Regions from separate parts of the Mus musculus genome. Here all the other regions are linked to region 1. A link is a contact called in public Hi-C, HiChIP or PLAC-seq and promoter capture Hi-C data. All regions are on one chromosome and are shown on one strand. The core of a region is the stretch at or near the end of the contact, and the rest is flanking DNA. Distances in the headings are between cores, read along the strand shown. Region 1 holds the start of Slc25a28 (solute carrier family 25, member 28). Region 2 overlaps Ubtd1 (ubiquitin domain containing 1). Region 3 holds the start of Golga7b (golgi autoantigen, golgin subfamily a, 7B). Region 4 holds the start of Pi4k2a (phosphatidylinositol 4-kinase type 2 alpha). Region 5 holds the start of Pgam1 (phosphoglycerate mutase 1). Region 6 holds the start of Kazald1 (Kazal-type serine peptidase inhibitor domain 1). Region 7 holds the start of Marveld1 (MARVEL (membrane-associating) domain containing 1).

The links. Promoter capture Hi-C pulls out the DNA fragments that hold promoters and counts their contacts. Hi-C and Micro-C count contacts between places; a contact is called where the count stands out from the background. HiChIP or PLAC-seq counts read pairs in DNA pulled down with a chosen protein or histone mark.
Region 2: a contact with region 1 is called in an H3K27ac HiChIP or PLAC-seq map of embryonic stem cells, with 3 times the contacts expected there. The contact joins the enhancer-like site here to the promoter of Slc25a28 in region 1. A contact is called at or near these places in 5 of 39 promoter capture datasets (the 3T3-L1 cell line, the C10 cell line, embryonic stem cells and 2 more), 4 of 115 datasets of contacts at active chromatin or transcription factors (embryonic stem cells, fetal liver, large pre-B cells and 1 more) and 1 of 9 other capture datasets (liver).
Region 3: a promoter capture Hi-C map of liver shows a contact between it and region 1, with 2.7 times the contacts expected there. The contact joins the promoter of Golga7b here to the promoter of Slc25a28 in region 1. A contact is called at or near these places in 7 of 39 promoter capture datasets (the 3T3-L1 cell line, the C10 cell line, embryonic stem cells and 3 more).
Region 4: a Hi-C map of B cells shows a contact between it and region 1, with 9 read pairs. The contact joins the promoter of Pi4k2a here to the promoter of Slc25a28 in region 1. A contact is called at or near these places in 15 of 39 promoter capture datasets (the 3T3-L1 cell line, the C10 cell line, the HPC-7 cell line and 9 more), 1 of 484 Hi-C or Micro-C datasets (B cells), 8 of 115 datasets of contacts at active chromatin or transcription factors (embryonic forebrain, embryonic hindbrain, embryonic stem cells and 5 more) and 3 of 9 other capture datasets (adipose tissue, liver and macrophages).
Region 5: an H3K27ac HiChIP or PLAC-seq map of extraembryonic endoderm stem cells shows a contact between it and region 1, with 6 times the contacts expected there. The contact joins the promoter of Pgam1 here to the promoter of Slc25a28 in region 1. A contact is called at or near these places in 1 of 39 promoter capture datasets (liver), 2 of 115 datasets of contacts at active chromatin or transcription factors (astrocytes and extraembryonic endoderm stem cells) and 1 of 9 other capture datasets (adipose tissue).
Region 6: a contact with region 1 is called in a promoter capture Hi-C map of hippocampal neurons, with 5 times the contacts expected there. The contact joins the promoter of Kazald1 here to the promoter of Slc25a28 in region 1. A contact is called at or near these places in 5 of 39 promoter capture datasets (the C10 cell line, cranial neural crest, hippocampal neurons and 2 more), 1 of 484 Hi-C or Micro-C datasets (B cells) and 1 of 115 datasets of contacts at active chromatin or transcription factors (astrocytes).
Region 7: a contact with region 1 is called in a promoter capture Hi-C map of hippocampal neurons, with 3 times the contacts expected there. The contact joins the promoter of Marveld1 here to the promoter of Slc25a28 in region 1. A contact is called at or near these places in 7 of 39 promoter capture datasets (the 3T3-L1 cell line, the HPC-7 cell line, HPC-7-derived erythroid cells and 4 more), 8 of 115 datasets of contacts at active chromatin or transcription factors (astrocytes, bone marrow-derived macrophages, embryonic stem cells and 3 more) and 3 of 9 other capture datasets (adipose tissue, macrophages and pancreatic islet).

The regions. Positions count from the first base shown.
Region 1 is chr19:43,673,516-43,676,324 of GRCm38.p6, forward strand. Slc25a28 (solute carrier family 25, member 28) reads right to left here and starts at 1,366. Exons shown (of 4, transcript NM_145156.1): 1 at 961-1,366. The coding sequence starts at 1,251. BC037704 (cDNA sequence BC037704) reads left to right here and starts at 1,663. Exons shown (of 1, transcript NR_045645.1): 1 at 1,663-2,809.
Region 2 is chr19:42,007,617-42,010,316 of GRCm38.p6, forward strand. All of the region lies in intron 1 of Ubtd1 (ubiquitin domain containing 1), which reads left to right. Among named protein-coding and RNA genes, the nearest start is that of Ankrd2, 27 kb to the right of the region's middle. Within about 2 kb of position 1,380, at least 57 of the 459 cell types and tissues checked have an H3K27ac peak or open chromatin away from gene starts, as enhancers often do. A contact at or near this core is called in embryonic stem cells, where this site is marked.
Region 3 is chr19:42,254,428-42,257,127 of GRCm38.p6, forward strand. It overlaps Golga7b (golgi autoantigen, golgin subfamily a, 7B), which reads left to right and starts at 1,312. Exons shown (of 5, transcript NM_027694.2): 1 at 1,312-1,756. The coding sequence starts at 1,745.
Region 4 is chr19:42,089,008-42,091,707 of GRCm38.p6, forward strand. It overlaps Pi4k2a (phosphatidylinositol 4-kinase type 2 alpha), which reads left to right and starts at 1,428. Exons shown (of 9, transcript NM_145501.2): 1 at 1,428-1,929. The coding sequence starts at 1,495.
Region 5 is chr19:41,910,559-41,913,280 of GRCm38.p6, forward strand. Pgam1 (phosphoglycerate mutase 1) reads left to right here and starts at 1,313. Exons shown (of 4, transcript NM_023418.2): 1 at 1,313-1,628. The coding sequence starts at 1,490.
Region 6 is chr19:45,074,784-45,077,483 of GRCm38.p6, forward strand. Kazald1 (Kazal-type serine peptidase inhibitor domain 1) reads left to right here and starts at 1,304. Exons shown (of 5, transcript NM_178929.5): 1 at 1,304-1,453; 2 at 1,881-2,430. The coding sequence starts at 1,899. It overlaps Gm35782 (a long non-coding RNA gene), which reads right to left and starts at 326. Exons shown (of 4, transcript XR_877888.1): 1 at 239-326.
Region 7 is chr19:42,146,131-42,148,830 of GRCm38.p6, forward strand. Marveld1 (MARVEL (membrane-associating) domain containing 1) reads left to right here and starts at 1,259. Exons shown (of 2, transcript NM_183195.2): 1 at 1,259-2,700. The coding sequence starts at 1,519. The coding sequence ends at 2,040.

The sequences.
Region 1 (2,809 bases), core at 116-2,615:
CAAGCACAAGTCTAAGAACAGCAAGGAAAAACAATGTTTCCATTTTCCCCCAGGCTTCTTCCCAGAGACCTGACCTGTATGTGTATTAACCGTCCTGCTTGGTTGTGGATGCAGTTGGCTTTACGTCCAGCCCTGAGCGTACCCTGATAATCTCATTCTGTTTCTCCACATCTGCTTTCTAATATCATCACACTTCCCTCCAGCTGTTTTCCTTTTTGTCAAATTCAGGGGCCCAACGAAAGAGACTATCAGTTTCACCTCTGTTGTGTAAGGGGCTGATGCACTTGCTCCCTCAACATAGAATCTTAGTCCCAGCTCAATTTTTACGTTCAGGAAATAGATGGGCTACCAATCTTGCCTCGCAGAGAAACCGAAACCGTTTTTCTTAACATGCCTTATTCCCACATCCATTCCAGTCTGGAACTCTCACTTTTGACTGCACAATGATTTTTTTTTCAACCACTCCCAGGTTAAGATTTAATACGTACTTTTATCTAGCTGAGAGATCCCAGATTCCGGTTCCTGCCCCGTCACTTTAAAGGAAAGACGCAGCAAGGAGCTTGTGAAAGCGCCGACCCGAAGCACATCTCAACCCAAGCTATCGGATAGAGTTCACCGTCTGATTTCATGCCAGCTGGTTTGTTATAGACTTACCTGTGCTTCGGGATCCCCCCCCCCCAATCCCATCCCATCCCTGCTTAGTCCCAATCGGGATCAAGTCTTTGGCTGACAAGATTTTTGCTTCGCCTCACTGACCGTTAGAAGTAAGTCCTGGTTCCTGACTGAGCTCATCTACCAGCCAGGACTTTGCTTGCACGGAGTATTGGCTCAAACCGTGTGTAGAGGTAGGAGCCAGGAAGAAACCTATCAGCTCTGGGTCTCAGTTGGGATTCTGGCTCTAAACAAGGTTCAGGGTCGGGTCAGCCCCAGGTCCGGTTCGCAGCCTGGTCCAGGTCTCACCTTGACGCAGTCGATCGGGTACATCACGCAATGCTCCAGGATCCCTGCCACGGCGCCCGCCACCATGTGCGTGGTGACAGTGGCTCCAGCCGGCAGCGCTTCGTATTCCGGGCCGGACTCCGGATCCAGCCGTACAGGGGGCTGATAGGCCCCCGCCTCCCCGCCGCCGGCCCCCCGGCCCACGCCCCGCTGCAGCCACCCGTCCAGCAGCGCCGACTCCCCGGGGCTCCGCCCGGGCCCAGCAGCTGGTCCTCCCGCCACGCCGCCTGCACTCCGCCCCTCCAACTCCATCCACTTCGGCCAGCCGCGGCGCCCACACGCGCCGCCGCTGCCGCCACCACTGCCGCCGCCCCCCGGCCCCGTTGCGTCCGCCTCAGGCGCGGCCCAGAGAGCCCGGGGCCTCCGGCTCCCGCTTGGCCCCGAGGACACGCCCCCCAGACAGCCATTGGTGTAGGCCCTAACGTGTCTCCGCCCCCTTTTTACGGAGCCAAAATGTATCTGTGTTATTCGTCAGATAGCTTGTCATTAGTCCCGTAGGTCCCACCCCTTCCCCTTTGATCTTGGAAGCGTCTTGTTTATTGGCTCTTGATTGGCGGACTTGCCCGATCGACCCGCCCCTAGCGTTTCGGAGGCGGGAGAAACGTAAAGCTGAACTTTGATAGGCTCAACCGCTCTAGCTACTTTGGCGGTGGCCATTGGCCCGAACCACTTCGTTCTTCCATTGGATGTGGAGAGAAGCGCCTGGAGGACAGGGACCGGCTCCCGGCTGTACCCCGGCGCGGCGTGCGTGGCGGTCGGGACTGCCGGGGAGAGGGGGCGGTGCCAGCCAGACCTTCAAGGTCAAACCGCTGTCGGTTGCCGTTAGGACGCGTGCTCTGGCGTGCACCGGGTGTCGAGTAGCACGGTGCGACTGTTCCCGCGGGATCTCAGGCGGGGGCGGAGTCAGCCCGGACCCTGCGTCCCCTGGCACGGCCCAACCCGCCGCTAGGGGAGATCGGCTGTGAGCCTCGGGTGGCTCTGGAGTGGTGTGCCATCAGCGCAGATCCGCTCGCCTTGGGCCTCCCACCCAAAGCCGCCTAGTGAACCCTCCAGTGGGTGGACCGATGAGCTCTCATTGGGTGGACTCTGCGTTGGGAAAGGAGAAGGCGAAATGGGATGGTTCGGAGGCGACGACAGGTGTCAGGGTCTTGGAGCACCATCCCAATCGCGGCAGAGCAACTGCTGATGCCTGGGAGTGGAGCTTGTTCCGAGACATACACTTGAACTTCGTATCCCGAGCTCGCTTGCTGATAAACTCCACCGGGTCTGATGGCTGTCCGCTCTCTCTCTCCGGGACCGCTGAGCTGCTGCTTCTTGAGAACCGCTCCCCGGTTGTAAAACGATGCTAGGGACGTCTGGTCCTCAGGGCCACTACCTTGAGCAGAAGCGGGCACTGAAGCGACTCTCGAGCCTCAGCCTCTACTGAGGAGCGAGGGCCCCTTTCCGCTCGCTGGTTCTGCAGGCTACCTCAGGCTCCCTTCTCAGCAGCGTGTTTGCACACGCTTCCCCAGTTTCTAGCTCTGCCTTTACAACCTATTTTAATGAGATGATGACGCAATTGCAAACTTTTCCATCTTTTCGTAGCGCTTCCTTAGAACGGTTGGAGGCTTTTCCATTTCCTCTCTAAAGCTTAGCCCTTCGGCGGACGGGTCTTTCAACTAATCTTTGGCAGTAGTTACTAACGTTTGTGTCGTGATCTCTTGGAAAATAAAGCTCTTAAGTTCCCAACCCCATCCCCAGTCACACACAAAACTGCTTTTTATTTCGGGTTTCAGCGTGAAGGAGATTCCGTTAACCTCGGGTTAAGAAT
Region 2 (2,700 bases), core at 130-2,629, 1.7 Mb before region 1:
CTGTGCTTTCTCTAACACCGACAAGCTTTTGCCCAGCTATTGGCTGTTGGCATCTTTATTTACCTATCAGAAGTAACTTGGGGCAGGGTCACTCAGCATCTTACCTGTAGACTCTCTCATTTCTGGGGCAACCAGTCTTAGGGGCCCAATATTAACATTAAAATATAAATAACATTAGGCCAACTCACTATATTTTAGGGTGTTTTTAGAAATGTGTCTATGTCTATGAGTGTGTACTGCGTGTGTGTGTGTGTGTGTGTGTCTGTGTGTGTCTGTGTGTGTGTGTGTGTGTCTGTGTGTGTGTCTGTGTGTGTGTGCGTGTGCGTGTGTGTGTGTGTACCTGTAGAGGCCAGTGTGTGTGTGTCTGTGTGTCTGTGTGTCTGTGTGTACCTGTAGAGGCCAGAAGAGTGCATTGGATTCCTTGGAGCTGGGGTTCCAGAAGCTGCCTGACTTGCTGCTGGGTCTTCAGGAAGAGGTGGCCTGCACTCTTTAACCACCGAGCCGTCTCTCCAGCCTCTGCCTTACAGGCATTGGAAAGTTGTGGAAGGGAATGTTTTTGAGCAAATGAGTGAGATATCACTAAAGTAAGGAAGATGGGTTAGAACAAGAAGAGAGCCTCTTATTTGGCCCAGCTTATCTGCAAAGCTACTTAGCCCCACTTAGTTCCTTAGCCTCAGGTCCTGTTGCTGTAGCGTGACCTGTTCCTGGAAGCCATCCTTTCATTCGGAACCTAAGAAAGGTGCTTCCTGAGTCTTTTGTCCTAACAGTGGAGGGAACAGGAGCTGCCCTCTGACCCCTGTTGGACCTGAACACTACTGCACTTGTGGGCACTACTGGTAGAATGGAAATTCAGAGGTCTTTCTGGAAAGCAGTTTGGCAAAAGGACCAAGAGCCCTAAAAATATCCTGCCTCTTTGACCTAGAAATTCCCCAGTGAGGATTTTATCACAGGGACCAAGCTGAAATGTGCCCAAAGCTTTATGTGCGAAGACTTTCATCACAGTGTAGGAAATTAGAAACATGCTGGGGAGAACTTAGTGGTTGGGTATGTGCCTGCCCTTGGTAAGAGCTCCAGCCTTGGTTTTAGAAACAGAGTTACCTAATATGCAATTCAAGCCCCTCCCAGATCCAGTCCCTCCATCTCCATCTCCATCTCCATGCAGACTGCCTGCTGCAGAGACCTCAGTACACTGCTAGGCCAGACAGGTTCCTTGTCCATCACAGCAGCTCAGAACCCTGACAATCATACCCTCTACTGGGGCCCAGACTGAGAGATGGGAGCACGTCCTCTTCTGCTTTACCTCCTCTAAGGCCATCCATCTCTGTTCTCTGCGCTTGTAACTTGATCTTTCACTGTCCTTTTGTGTTTGTCTCCCTGACTGGCTCTGACCTTGAAAGTGTTTTACTCTGTCCACAGTCACAGGCCTAGGGCTTCGTGCGTGTTGTGACTGAGTGGATGGATGGATGAATGAGTCGAGGATTCTGTCTGGCTTTGAAGAATCACATTTGGTATAGTGCCTAGCACGTAGCGTGGTGAGCACCGAGTAATTGCTTCCTGAGTGAGTCTGGAATAAAGACAGCAGGACTTTTTATTTTATTTAGATTTCACGTGCTTCCTGAGTCACTAGCAGGCACAACCAAGCATTTGGGCATCTGGATTTGCATTGAGCCGCCATAGGTGAATATGACTAGCAGCAGGCGGTTGGGAGTCACTGAGCTGGGGGCTGGCTTCAGAGTGAGGCTGTTACAACACCACAAGCTTCAGTTATGCACACTGTGTGATCCCAGTGAACTGAGAAGAAAAAGAAAATACCTCAGTGTGGTTTTGCTAGTTATTTTTAGGCAATAGAATACAGGTGACTTACATTTTTCTCTTTTTATGTTTCTCTTAGGTAATTTCTCTATGTGTGGCGTATGTCATTTTAAAAAAATTTCTAAAAAATGAGGAAGGTGTTTGGGTGAGGGCTCCTATTTAGTACTGCAGGGGCTGGACTATGTTTCTGCAACTTGTGCCGGTTCTGGGGCTGGTCCCAGGCATATATAACCTAGCCTACAAGCTGATCCTCTGATAAATCAAGTAATTGCCTCATGATCTGAGAAGAATAGAGATAGCTCCTAGGTTGAGAGCAGATTGCCTGTGGCTTGAGGGTCCAAAAGGAAGAAAGGGGCACGAGTGCTGTGACAGACCCTGGGGTGAAGGGGTTTTCCTTAAAAATTTGCCAGTGATGGGGCTGGAGAGATGGCCCACCAGTTAAGTGCATTGGCTGCTCTTATACAGGGTCGAGGTTTGATCCCAACATCCACCTGGTGGCTCACAACCATCTGTAACTCCAATTTGATGGCCACAGGCATCAGACACATACATGATGCACACATACATACGTTCAGGCAAAACACCAGTATACAGAAACATAAAGGAAAAAAAAAGACCTAAATAATTCACCAGTGAAAAAGCCTTCACTGAGGCTGGCCTGGAGTACATTGTTGGGGGAACCTAGGGCTACATGTGAGCCTAGACAGCAGAGATTGTGACACTGGGGTCTAGGTAGTTGGCTGGCTTAGCAGGCAGTTTGAAGGTCAGCCGAGTGGGACGCCATTATTAGAAAGGTAAGACAGCTGAGAGAGACTGACTGGCTTGCAGAAAGCCACCACCTGGGGGGAGCCAAGGTGTTCTCATCTTTGCTTCAGAGCAAACCAAGCA
Region 3 (2,700 bases), core at 62-2,561, 1.4 Mb before region 1:
GTGATTACAGAGAAGAATGTTATTTTGCTTTTTGAGACAAGGTCTCACGTCTCTCCACCCACCTCAGCCTCAGGAGCGCCGAGATTAAAGGTGTGCACCATCACACCTGCCTCAGGAAAATGTTCTTATTCTGAGGGGATGAGTGCTGAAGTATTTAAGGATAAAACTGTGGAATCTATCGCTTTCTGATAATCTAGTGAAATTATATACGTCTCCTTGATCCAGTTTCCGTCAGCAAAGCCAACAAATCAAAATCAAATGTAAAAATACTATTGCTGACTGAGTTAGTTAGACTGTTCTGGCAAATGTCTTTTCCCCAACTTCTCCTGTATGTTTGGAAATTTTAAATGGGAAATTTGGTAGAAGAAGAAAGGACCCTAGCTATAGGCTAATGAAGAAGGGCAACAAGTATATCCTGCAGAAAGAGGACCGTAAACTCAGGGAGTGAGACAGCTAATCAAGGTAGGAAATCGGGAGAAGTCTGACCTGGAGTCAGGTCTTCTGGCTGCCTGTTGTGGCACCTACTCCAGTTTTATGTCATGGCCGACGCTGCTGACCTGTGGGCAGCCAGGCTGTAGAAGAAGTACCCAGCTCCCCTCAGACACAGATCTGGGGTTATTGTGGATGTGTTCAAAGACACCTGTGTTGGGGTTTCCTTTCTGCTTATTAAGTAGATAAACCATTTGATTGGAAGGCCTAATGCCAAATTACCACCTTGGAGAGTGGGCATACCGGTTTGGCATGTGGTTTTTGATTAGTGGTGGTAATTGGGTATTGTGGGAGTGTGTATAAACTCTGGGATGGCTGTAGGGAGACAGAAGTGTAAGGGGTGGGACCTGGACTAGGAGGATCATAAAGAAAGACTGGCTTCCATAAAAGAAAGGGCCCTAGGGAAAACCTGGGGATGAAATGTGCGTATGTGTTTTAAGAAAATGCTCTCTTATATCTGCAGCATTTTCCCCTAGCTAATGGGATTTTACCCATTTAAGGAAGCAGAAAGGAGAAAAGAGGGAAGGGAATGTTCCCATAAGGCTGGGTAGTGCTTGGGGCAGGACGGGAAGGTTAGAGTGAGAATTTGAAGGTGTTTGGAAAGGTAAGAGGCTGGCGGCCTGTGGATGGTGGGGCCTTCCGTATTGCAGGCCGGGTGCCTTGCAGCAGAGCCCATCTTCTTTCTTCAGCTTCTGGAAGTCCCCGGAGGCGGTGGAAGCTAGCGCAACGCTCTAGGCACTCCTGCTGGGGGGGAGGGCAGGCAGGAGAGGCGGGGCGCTGGGCGGGGCGGGACGGGGTGGGGCGGGAGCGGAGCCGGTGGCCGCGGGCGGGGCTCCTCTCCGGCGGGTGCCGGAGTCTGGGGGCCGCGGCTTCCCCCTCCCCGCCCGCCGAGGCGCTGGCCCCTCCTTCCCCCGCCGCCCCCGTGCCCGCCGCTGCTGCCACTGTCAAAGATAAAACCGGGCCATTGCCTGCAGGAACCCTGGCAGCAGGCGATCGGGTGGTGAGGAGCCTCCGGCGCGGCCTCGCCTCCCCGGTCCGGCTCCCGCGTCAGCACCGTGGACAGCACGGACCACCTTTCAGGGACCCTCCGGTCGGCAGGAGCGCGCTTCAGGTTTCGGCGATCTCATCAGTACCGCGGACAGCGCCCAGGCCCTCGCTGGCCTCGGCCAGCCCACCGGCTCTTCCTATCAGCACCGCGGACAGCCCCCCTGAACCAGCCCAGCGACAGCCAAGGACTGGTCAGAACGCCCTGAAGATGGCCACTGAGGTAGGGCCCAACACCTTAACCCGCAGGCAATGCCTCAGGGAATGATTCCCCACTAGGGGCAGACTGGGCACGAGGAGAAGACGGGGGTGGATGGGGGTAGAGGGTGGTTCCCTGGGTTCATGGTGGGAGGTGTGGAGTGGCATGGCATATAAGCAGAGCTTTGCTGAGGGGTCCCTTCACCTTTGACATGTCAATCTTGCCCATGCCACTCTGAGCCCTGGGAATCTACTTGTTACCAATAGCACCAAGTCCCAGCTGGTCTGGGGTTTCCCCTTCTCCTGAACACAGGGTTCTGACTCCCTAGAGGTTTGGAGATCCCTGCACACCTGTGTAAGGGGAGGGAAGGTGGCCTACTGCTGTTGTTGCTATGCGGTGCAGTATCCTGCTTCTAACCCAAATGCTTGTCTAGGGAAGACACACCTTCCCTCACATCCACATTTCCTTAGGAGGAGAACGTGGAAAAAGACATGCTCAGGCCCAGAACCCAAAGGGTTGGTTTTAATGAACCTCCTGCACCAGCCCCCACTTTTGAGAATTTCTTTCCTTCTCCATTTGAGCTGCTGTTCTCAGTGTATCCACATTTGCCTGTGAGGGGGAAGCGACTGTGTGCTTCACAGTGTGTCTATAGACCAAGGGACCTGTTAGCTAAGGACAAAATCTTGGCATAATGTGTAAGAAGTCGGGACTTGTGTCTCTACCCCCAGAGGTTACTCCTCCCCGGGGAGAGCTCTTTACGCATGGTGAAGCTGACATACGGAAGAAAGGATTGGCTCGGTACCCACACAGCATGCCAACAGCAGAGCTGAAAGTTTCTTTGAATTTTTAGAGTGTTGCAGCACACTGGGTCTCCCCAGCTCGGCTGCTGCCGGCTTTTGTGGTGACTCCCCATTTCCAGCCTAGCTGGACCACTGCCAAGGAGGAGAGCAAAGGCCTGTGAGTGATTC
Region 4 (2,700 bases), core at 178-2,677, 1.6 Mb before region 1:
GTCTGTTTCTCTCTCTCTCTCTCTCTCTCTCTCTCTCTCTCTTCTCTCTCTCTCTCTCTCTCTCTCTCTGTCACTCTCTCTTCTGTGCCTGTCCGTGTGAAGGTACCTGAAAAGGCTTAAAGGAGGGTGTCAGATTCCCTAGAGCAAGGCTTAGAGGTTTTTGTGGCCCACCTGATATGAGTGCTGGGAACTGGTTCCGGTTCCGGTTCCGGTTCCGGTTCCGGTGTAAGAGCAGCAAGTGCCTTAGCTGTTCCTCCATGCCTGCAGCCTCTGTTCTGTCTCTAGGTTTAGAGTGGATGCGCTCTACATTGCACTCCTGCAAGCTCTGCCCTCTGAAGCTTCCGGATGTCACGTGCCCTCTGCTGGCTCACTAGGCCTTTAGTGTTTAGCTCTGCTTTTCCTCAGCCAAGCAGGGTGTCCTAAATAGGCTTTAGCCTTCTTCCTCCTTCACTTTGGCAATGCTCCCTGTGCATGGTATGCCTTTTCTTCCCTTCTCCCCTTGCAATTCAGCTACTTCCTTTAGCAGCTGGCTCTTGGTACAGACCCTGTATACGGCCTTTTCTCACGTTCTCAAGTCTATGAACTATTGCGAACTTTCAGCTAATATTGTTAGCTTTATATCTGTCTCCGGTGGTGCTTATACAGAGTGAGGACAAAGCTTCTTCCTTTTATTAATGAAAACGAGGACCAACTGTGTCTAGACATTCAGGTGAATAAAGTCACGGACTAATTTATTCTCAAGGGACCAAAGCTTTCCTCAATGATCAGATTTACATAGTATATGAGCAAAGCATACTATGTAAACTGCATGAAGACTGACATTTATTATTTACTTTTGGTTTTTCGAGACAGGGTTTCTCTGTGTAATCTTGGCCGTCCTGGAACTCACTATGGCCGCAAACTCAAAGAAACAGATCTACCTGCCTCTGACTTCCAAGTGCAAGGTTTAAAGGTTTAAAGGCATCCGCCCGGCTGAGGTACTAGGATTTTTTTTTTTTAACTTATTGCGATAGCACAAGTGACCTATGTCATTGTTGTCGTTTCAATTCTTTGTCCATAGCTGGTGCTTAGTGACACAAAAATGACATTTTGCAGTTTCACAGTCAGCTCAGCGTAGCCAGTCAATAAGTTAGCAAGGAAGCAGCTATCGGAAAAGCTTCCGAAGATCTGTCTGCCAATTGGAAGCTGGGGCGGGCTAAGGGCAGAGGGCGTACCTAACCCGGGTTTGTCTCGAGCATGCGCGGTCTCCACAGAAGGTGACGCGAAAGCTAAGGAGGCCGCGATTGCGTAGGCGCAGGTTCTGATTGGCCACTACACAAGCGCGAGGGGCCGTGCCTACGCGTCGCCAAGTAAACAGGACAGGCTAGGGGCGGAGCTACGGAGGCGCGGCTCCCTGGTTGGCCAAGCGGGAGGTGGGGGAGTGCCGCGGATTGGTCACGGCCGCGAGCTCGCTGGTGTGGAGCGCGCCGGGTCCCCGAGCCGGCGGCCTGAGGGATGGACGAGACGAGCCCGCTAGTGTCCCCCGAGCGGGCCCAACCCCCGGAGTACACCTTCCCGTCGGGCTCCGGAGCTCACTTTCCGCAAGTACCGGGGGGCGCGGTCCGCGTGGCGGCGGCGGCCGGCTCCGGCCCGTCACCGCCGTGCTCGCCCGGCCACGACCGGGAGCGGCAGCCCCTGCTGGACCGGGCCCGGGGCGCGGCGGCGCAGGGCCAGACCCACACGGTGGCGGTGCAGGCCCAGGCCCTGGCCGCCCAAGCGGCCGTGGCGGCGCACGCCGTTCAGACCCACCGCGAGCGGAACGACTTCCCGGAGGACCCCGAGTTCGAGGTGGTGGTGCGGCAGGCCGAGGTTGCCATCGAGTGCAGCATCTATCCCGAGCGCATCTACCAGGGCTCCAGTGGAAGCTACTTCGTCAAGGACTCTCAGGGGGTGAGCGCGGGGGTGCGGGCGCAGCGGGGGCGGCGCCCTGGGACCGGGGAAAGGGGGAATCGAAAGGGTGCAGAAAAGAAACTTCAGCGCCAGCCCCCGGCGAGATTGGGGATGCTTCTGGGGACTGGAAGTGGAGAAACCTCGCGGGATGAAGAAATCAATCAGAACCTTTTTGCAGGGGAAGGCGTGAGCGAAAAGAGAAAAGAGGAAATTGACCAGATACGGGGCAGAAAAGTCCTGACCCAAGCTGCTTTCCAGTCGGTCCCTTAGCTTCAAACTACTGGGACAAGTAGCTAGTCATTGCCTCCAGATTCAGGGTTTTAGACCTATTCTCTTTCACCTTTTATTTATTTATTTTAGTTTGGCCCAAAGCTGTGTGTCGACCCATCACGGACTCAGAGGATTTAATTCCCTCTTGTGTTGTGGGGCTGTCTTTGTAGGGATCCCAGGTTTCTTATTAGCAGTCATTGGTGACAGCGTGGGTGGATTCGTCAGTGTCATCTGTCCTGATTATTGCTCACTTCTGGGAAAAGGTTCATATCGTTGCTTATGGTTCCTCAGTGTCAGAGTGTGGAGCTTTAAAAACACGAAACTGTCTCCTGCCCTTTAATTTTTCCTTCAGTTCTATATTAGCAGTTTACTTAGCTAGGGCAGTTTTGCTGACCTTAATTCTGTCGCCTGCTTTTGTACTGGGGGGGTGTGGAAGCAGGATAATGTGGGGCATGAGGTGACTGAGGCAGCGAAGAAGTGACCTTTATCCATTTGAGACTT
Region 5 (2,722 bases), core at 63-2,562, 1.8 Mb before region 1:
CTTAGTATCTTAGTAATAGGCCACTGTCTGGCTAATGTTTAATGCTCATGAAGAAGTTTAATGGAAATAAACTAAGAGTCCACAGCCTGGGCAGGAGAAATTGGTCCTAACAAGTGGATACTAAAATTGGGGTAAGGAGAGACAGACATTCCTTTTTGTAATGTTGTAAGGGCCTAACGTTTGCTTCTCAGAAGGACATGAGCCTGTACACCTACACAGGAGCTTCCACACACTCTCAGCTACAGAATCAACATTTAGTAGAAGAAAAGGGATATAGAGCTGTTCTCTTGGGGCTGGCGACATGAGATGGCTCAGCAGGTAACTAACTGCTCTTCTGAAGGTCCTGAGTTCAAATCCCAGAATCACATGGTGGCTCTCAACCACCCATAATGAGATCTGATGCCCTCCTCTGGCATGTCTGAAGACATCTACAGTGGCCTTATGTATAAATACATATTTATTATTTATTATTATATAATATGTAGTTATAAATGCATATGTATATATTTATTATTGTACTATTATTTTTATAATAATAAATAATAAATTTATGGGCCAGAGCAAGCAGGGCCGACTGGAGCGAGCTGGGCCTACCAGGACGAACAGAGGTCCTAAAAAATTCAATTCCCAACAACCACAGGAAAGCTCACAACCATTTGTACAGCTACATAAAAATAAATAATAAATCTTAAAAAAAAAAAAAAAAAAAAAAAGCTGTGCTCTAACTGGCGTGATGAACCACGCCTTTAATCTAGCACTTCGGTGGCAGAGACAGGAAATCTCTGAGTTCTAGGCCTGGTCTACAGAACTTGTTCCAGGACAGTCAGGGTTACGCAGAGAGACTGTCTCAAAAAAAAAAAAAAAAAAAAAAAAAAAAAAAAAAAAAGCAACAAACTAGAAACAAAAAACAACAAAACAACCCAAAAGAACAATGTTCTGTTGAAGGGAAATAGCAACAACCCACGTTTAGGTTTATAGAGTATTTTACAAGTGAGGCTGAGACGTCTTATGACTTGTCCGAAGTACAAGTTAAAAGGAAAAGGGTGTATATTGGAATTGCGCAGGGATGGGACTGTGGCCTGGCAGGGCTGAAGAACTGGTCAGAGGATAGTTGATCATCCCTAAAGAGGAAGCGCGGCGTGTCCAGTCGGCGCCTGGAGCTCAAGCTCGCAACCAGCACCCTCCGCGCTCCTTGCTTACGTGCGCTCCGTGACTGCCGGGTAGCACGCGGGTACCGCTACGTACAACGCATGCGCACTGCCGCCGCGGTGCACTACACCCCCCCCTTAGCAGGCCGCAGAACTTGCCTGAGGCGCATGCGCACACGGGGCGGGCGGCGGTCTGTCGAGCGAGTGGAAAGATTTCGGGGAGAAAGTGCGCGGAAGCGGGGCGGGAGACTGTAAGTGCGCAGGCGCGACCGGGGCGGGGGGCGGGCTGCGAAGAGAATCTCGGCGATCCTCAGTTGCTGCTGCATCCTCTGCCCGTCGCCATGGCTGCCTACAAGCTGGTGCTGATCCGGCATGGCGAGAGCGCCTGGAACCTGGAGAACCGCTTCAGCGGCTGGTACGACGCCGACCTGAGCCCGGCGGGCCACGAGGAGGCGAAGCGCGGCGGGCAGGCGTTGCGAGGTACGAGCGGGACGAGCGCTGTGTGGCGTACTGGGCCAGCACCGGCCTAGGGGTCGCCTGAGCCCCCGGGCCCTCTCGAGAGGCGGGCACTTCGGTCGGCCTCTGCAGTTGAATTTTCATCTGGGGAGGTGAACGCAGGGTGGGGAACCCGCTTGTCAAGGTCACCCCGTTAAGTCTGAGAGTCTGTGCCAGAAAGAGGGCACAGCCGCCGCTAGGCTAAAATCTGTTCTTCCGGTCCGAGCAGCCCCACCTGTGGCGCCCAGGACCCTTTAGGGTACCACGAGGGCCTAGGGCGCCTGGCGGACGATTCCCCGTGACATCAGTGGCTGTACCGGAGTATACTTGAGGCGCCTGCCCATCATGGCGAAGCGGCAGGTCACGGGCTCGCCCTGGGTAGTGGGGGGGTGTTAGGTGGGGATGTCTAATGGCCTTTGAGACAACCTGGAAACCGCGTGCTTCGGAGAGCTTTGTAGCACAGCAGCAAACCACAAAACCGAATCCAGGAATGTGAGTGGGTGATTTCAGTTGATGCTCTCTCCAGCCCTATGAAGCAGGCAGATCTAATTTCCCTCCTTTTTACCTCTCTCCGTCCTCTTGTTATAGTTTAGAAAAGTGACTGGAAAGATTTGTCCAAGGTCATACAAAACTTAGTTCTAATCCAGTGTCCTTGCCCCATTTCTGGGTGGAGTAACAAGTAAGTGTGAGGAACTGGCGGGCCCTTGGCCAAGGACAGAGGCAGAGCAAAGGGTGAAAGCGTCCAGGAGATAAGCTCGCCTTTGCCTATCCATGCTGGGTGCCCCGCACCACCCACAGTTCTCTGTGATTTTGGAATGCTAATAAGAAAGCAAGGCCTCCCCGCTCCCTGTAGTGAAGAGGCACTTCTCTTGGTGATTAGGGCACATCCTAACTTGGACACGGCAGTAGCTGTGTAAAAGGGTTGCTCATGCCTACCTGAAGTGATCTTGTGTCTTGGTTGCCCTCCCTAGCTTCTTGTACACCCTTTTCAGATGAGGGAAGATTTTGAATACGAATTCCTGAGGCAAGGAAACATTGCTTTTTGAGATGCATGGCCTATGTAGGAGAGGCTAGAAAAA
Region 6 (2,700 bases), core at 54-2,553, 1.4 Mb after region 1:
CTGCAATTCTCGCTTCACTTCTGCTCCCAGGCCAACAGTTAACGCGTCCTCCAACCAAGGGATTGCCTAGCACCACCATCGGAATCTGCCTGCCCTCGTTCTTTCCTGGCTTAAAAGCCGCGGGCTTTTCCTTTTCTAGCTTGCCGTTGGGATTCTCGCGACAATCCCGAAACCTCGCGTGAAATTCGCTTCCCGTCTCCTCGGAGTTTGGGATTGCCTGTGTACAGCTCTCTTCTACCTTGTCGGAACCCCTCTGATCAGAGGCAGCGTCTCTGCTGACTGAACGCTCCTTTGAGGAGGGCTCGGCCAAAGTCAGAACTGCGCGGTGACTGCAGTGCTTCTTCCTCGCAGGGTAGAGCGGAGCCGCCGCAGGCCGCGGACGCACGCGCAGTCAGAACCTCTGACGCCTTCTGGGCGGGGCCTATATAAGCCCCACCCTTCCCTTGCCTAAAAGCCCGGTTTCCTTCTGCTCCTCCTCCTCCTAGGAGCTTGGATTGCGGTTTTTGGAAGCTGTTTGGGGGCCGGCGGGGGCGGGGCCTGCCATTCTCGGGGTGGTGGGCGGGCCTCCGGGGATGCTTTGCTTCCTGCCCCTAACCCAAAAGTGCCACCGTGGCGTTGGCGGAGGTCTCCAGACTGAACACTTTTGGCCCCGACATGCTCGAATTTTGCAACCTGTAATCCGGAGCCCAGAGACGCCCTATGGGGAGTCACCCGCCGGCCTTGCTGCGGCCGCTAGTCAGTTCCGACCTCTAATCACCAGGCTCCTCCGCGGGTTCAAGCACCTGCCCTATATTGGGAGGGAGGTAGCCAGATGTGGATGGCAGCTGGAAAAGCTTATAGTCTAGTCTGCGCCCCAGTGGAGAGACTGGGTGAACACAGCTGCAAACCGTGCCCAGAGGAAGCTGGCCCCGAGCCTGGCCTCCAGAAACGCCCATAGTGTTGAAGTCAATTTTACATTGAGTAAAATTTCTTAGCCTTTCCTTCTTTCTATATTGTAGCTGTTTGCCGCTCTCCAGACCTAAATCAGATGAGACAGGACCTGAGGCTCAGCCAACAGTTTGAGCTCCTCGGCCATTCCACCCCTATTCTCTTCTCATAGCCTTTGCTTTCCCAGTGGCGGCGTCTGGTTACGCGGCTCTGTACACTCATTGTGACTTTGGGCTAGGGTCGAAGTGAAAGGCCCAGGAGGGTCCTTGTGAGACTGGATAAAATTATCGGCCTCGGGGCCAGGGAAGAAGGCGGGTATTCGACATCTGGGGGCGGGGAGAAGAGGCGGAGGAGTTTCTCTTTGAATCTTAAGTCTGTGGGCTGCCAGCGATCCCCTGACAGAAGCAGGGGTGGCCTGCGGGTCTGGCTGGCCGTGCATGCGACTCTTCGTTCCCTACCGTTTTTTTTTTTTTTTTTTTTTTAGGTTGGAAATCCCAGCTGTTAAGGGCCTAGTCCAAGGCACTAGGTGAGTCGCTGGTATGTCCCCAGCACCATCACCCCAACCTGAAGTTTTTACATCAAGTGTAGTTTTATCTATCTCTGGGGCAAAGATGCATCAGAGTTGGGTGGTTTCTGGAGGTGATGCTGGTGTGTGTGTGCGCGCGCGCGTGCATATATGTATGCATGTGTGTGTGTGTATACGCGTATGTCTGTGTATGGGTGTGTGCATCCCTGCATGGGTGTTAGTGATCATTCCCCGATACACTCTCTCTTTATTCCCTAGTCCCCAAGACCAGCTTAATCAATTACCAACTGGCATAAACCCCTGGGAATCACCAGGCTTCTTTGTTAGGGCTTCTAGTTGGCTACAGGGTAGCAGAGGATAGAATCAAGCTTTTATACAGCCTTGACTTTATCTCTGACCTCCAGACCTGGCTTCCCTCTCCTGGCAGGGTGCCACCTACGCGCCGATGCCCCGAGTGTTCACAGGGCTTCCAGCTAACTATGCTGCACCTACCTTGGCGCTGTCCTTGCTACTACCATTATTGCTGGTGGTGTGGACCCAGCTACCCGTTAGCGCGAGGCCGTCCACAGGCCCCGATTACCTGCGGCGAGGCTGGCTGCGGCTGCTAGCCGAGGGCGAGGGTTGTGCTCCCTGCCGGCCAGAAGAGTGCGCTGCGCCGCGGGGATGCCTAGCAGGCCGGGTGCGGGATGCGTGCGGCTGCTGCTGGGAATGCGCAAACCTGGAGGGCCAGCTCTGCGATCTGGACCCCAGCGCTAACTTCTACGGGCGCTGCGGCGAGCAGCTCGAGTGCAGGCTGGACGCGGGCGGTGACCTGAGTCGAGGAGAGGTGCCGGAGCCGCTGTGTGTCTGCCGCTCGCAGCGCCCGCTCTGTGGTTCGGACGGCCGAACCTACGCGCAGATCTGTCGCCTGCAGGAGGCCGCCCGCGCTCGGCTGGACGCTAACCTCACTGTGGTGCATCCGGGGCCCTGCGAATCGGGTACGCAAGTCCAGGGCTTTTAGTACCAGGAACCCTGGCTCCCCAAAGGCACTACTCCCGGATCCCCGACAGCGTTGCTCTGTGGTCAGCAGAATGAATAGTTGAGGGAGACCATGAGCCTCAAAGGCTGCCAACTAAAAAGCAGGTTGAGATTTGTTGCCAGGTTTGAGGTGCCTAAGAGCTCTATCCAGGCAGGTCCTTGCAGGGACTGGCCTCCGAAGGAACAGGCACATAGCCAATAGCTGGGTCTGAACTGAAAGGACCCCCCTT
Region 7 (2,700 bases), core at 9-2,508, 1.5 Mb before region 1:
CAGGCTCAGGCAAAGATGGATAAGCCAGAATAGACCAGTTTTTGATGTAGTAGACTCAGAACTAGGGATGATTCAAATGGAGGCCCAGACAAACAAATAATTGTCAATGTGGGGAGCTCAACCTTAAACCAGTAAGTGCTTAAACTGGGTATGTCTGCTGGTGAGGGAGTGTCTGGAAAATAAAGAGCATTCTGAGTTCATGTGGGAAACTTGCAGTTCATAAGTGACAGAGTTTGGACATGAGTTGGGGAAGGAAGTGGAAAAAACCCAAGAAACTGGAAGTTGGTTGGGGACAGATTATGTAATGTGCCACATTGACAGGACACAGCTCCATACTGGGTTGGGAACAGCCAGGTCAGTTGTGTAACATTGCTGAAGCACAAAGGTTGGCTCTTTGGTGGGGTGGAGAGCAGAGAAGCCATCTCTGGCTTCCTGGTCTGAAACCCTTCAGTCTTCAGGAAAAATGAAAACAACTATTGCTCTCCTGTCTTGGGTCGCGGGAAGCTTACATAGAGAGGGCCCTGTAATGTCAATGAACCTTGGCATCGTTGGGATCCTTGCCATCTAGGTCAATAGTTAAGCATACGGGACATGCCATCTCTGAGACCTAGGCCTGTCCTGACCATGTTAGGTGACATGTTTTTAATCTAAGCAAGACGCAAAGATGGCCAGGAAGGAATGGTCGAAGTGTTTGGCGTTGCTATGCTCTGTGCGCTGTGGGTAAGGCAGCTGGGCCTCCAGTGAGTGATAGTTTTCTTACACTGACCAAGAGACCTTCATGGCAAGACAGTCTGAGACCAGCTTTGGACAGGCGAGTTTGTGGTGGGCAAGTGAAGGGTACTGAGGATGTCCCAGTGAGAACAACTGTCAGTTCAGACCTCCTGCTTACTCAGGCTTGATGGGACGCCTCGATGGGAGAGAATTATGTCTCCAGTCTCCTGTGACTGGAGAGAATCAAGAGGGTCCAGCCACAGGCTGGGCAGAGGCTGTTGTAGCTTTCTTCTCGAAGACCTAAGATCGGCCAGGCCTGCGAGGCAGGAAGGGCTGGGGTGGCTCCAGATGTGGCAAACTTGGCCCAGCAGCCTGGGCAAAAGGCCTGTCATGGGCCAGGGGGGTGCGGGCATTCAGCCCTGGCTGCAGAAGGAAGGAATGGGAGCGGAGGAGAAAGGGGGGGTAGCCAGGGTGGAGGGCGCGACGGCAGGAAGCTGGGAGGCGCGAGGAGGGGTGGAGACCAACGAAGGGGACGGCCAAAGAGCGAGTAGGAGGGCTGGAGAGAGGGAGAAAAAGGAGAGAAGGGAGGAAGGGTGCCGATGAGAAGCAGCGCTGAGGACTTGAAGTAGAGGGAGGAGGGCAGGCCTCGGAGCAGCGGGAGCAGCGGGAGCAGCGGGAGCAGCGGGAGCAGCGGGAGCAGCGGGAGCAGCGGGAGCAGCGGGCCCGGGCTCGGGCCGCCCCCGCGAGCAAGGCGCCGCCATTCCGCTGCTCGGGGCGCCGCCGCCGCCGCCGCCGCGTCCGGGGGCCATGCTCCCGCCGCCCCCGCGCCAGCCGCCGCCCCAGGCGCGCACGGCCCGCGGCTCCCTGCGCCTGCAGCGGGCTTTCCTGCGCGGCCCGCTGGGCGTGCTGCGGCTGCTGCAGCTGCTGGCCGGAGCCGCCTTCTGGATCACCATTGCCACCAGCAAGTACCAGGGCCCGGTGCACTTCGCGCTCTTCGTGTCCGTGCTCTTCTGGCTGCTCACCCTGGGGCTCTACTTCATCACGCTGTTGGGCAAGCAGGAGCTGGTGCCCGTGCTGGGCTCGCGCTGGCTCGTGGTCAACGTGGCGCACGACCTGCTGGCGGCTGCTCTCTACGGGGCGGCGACGGGCATCATGATCGACCAGACGCAGCGCCACAGCTACTGCAACCTCAAGAACTACCGGCTGCCCTGCGCCTACCATGCCTTCCTGGCGGCCTCTGTCTGCGGCGGCCTCTGCCTCGGCCTCTACCTACTCTCGGCACTCTACGGCTGCTGCCGTCGCTACCAGGGCAAGGAGGAGGTGGTGTGAGGCCACCCGCTCCACCGCGGCCCAGATCGGTTTAGGGAATCCCTCCCGAACCCTTCCTGCCGCCGCCTAGTGCCGGTGTGCCCCTGCACCCTCTCCCTGCCTGCGTTTCCACTGCCCGCGCCCTGGATCCCCGACGTTCAGTTCTAGTCTGACTGCTGTACCGCAGCTCAGCCCAGATATCAGCTTCCAGGGACCCACGCAGCCATCCGAGGCGCCGACGCACACACCCAGTTGGGCCGCTTCAGGCGAAGCCTGGAAGTCCCTTTCCTCATTCCCTGTCGAGAGCTAGACGTGGACAGGCGCCGCCGCGTAGATCCGGGGGAGGCTCCCAAATTGGAACCAGTCTTTGGACTGCGCCATTGCCCCCTCCCTCCTGCCCTGCAGTCGGAAGAGCATCCCTTCCCTGCCCCCTCTTCCAGCCTAGGGAGGTGTAGAATGCAGTCAGGCAGCTGCAAGAGGAGCTGGGGACAGGCTTTAGCTAGTGCTAGGATGGATGATGGATGACGTCTTTAGTTGTAGTTTGGCTCTCTCCCTGCGCAGCCCTACGTCTACGAAGTCTTTGGGTGGAGTCAGCTACAGAAGTGGTGGATAGCAAAGGCCTGCTGGCTATACCTTACTTAACGACGCAAGTCTTCTCTCCGCCTAAATCCTTGGTGTTCA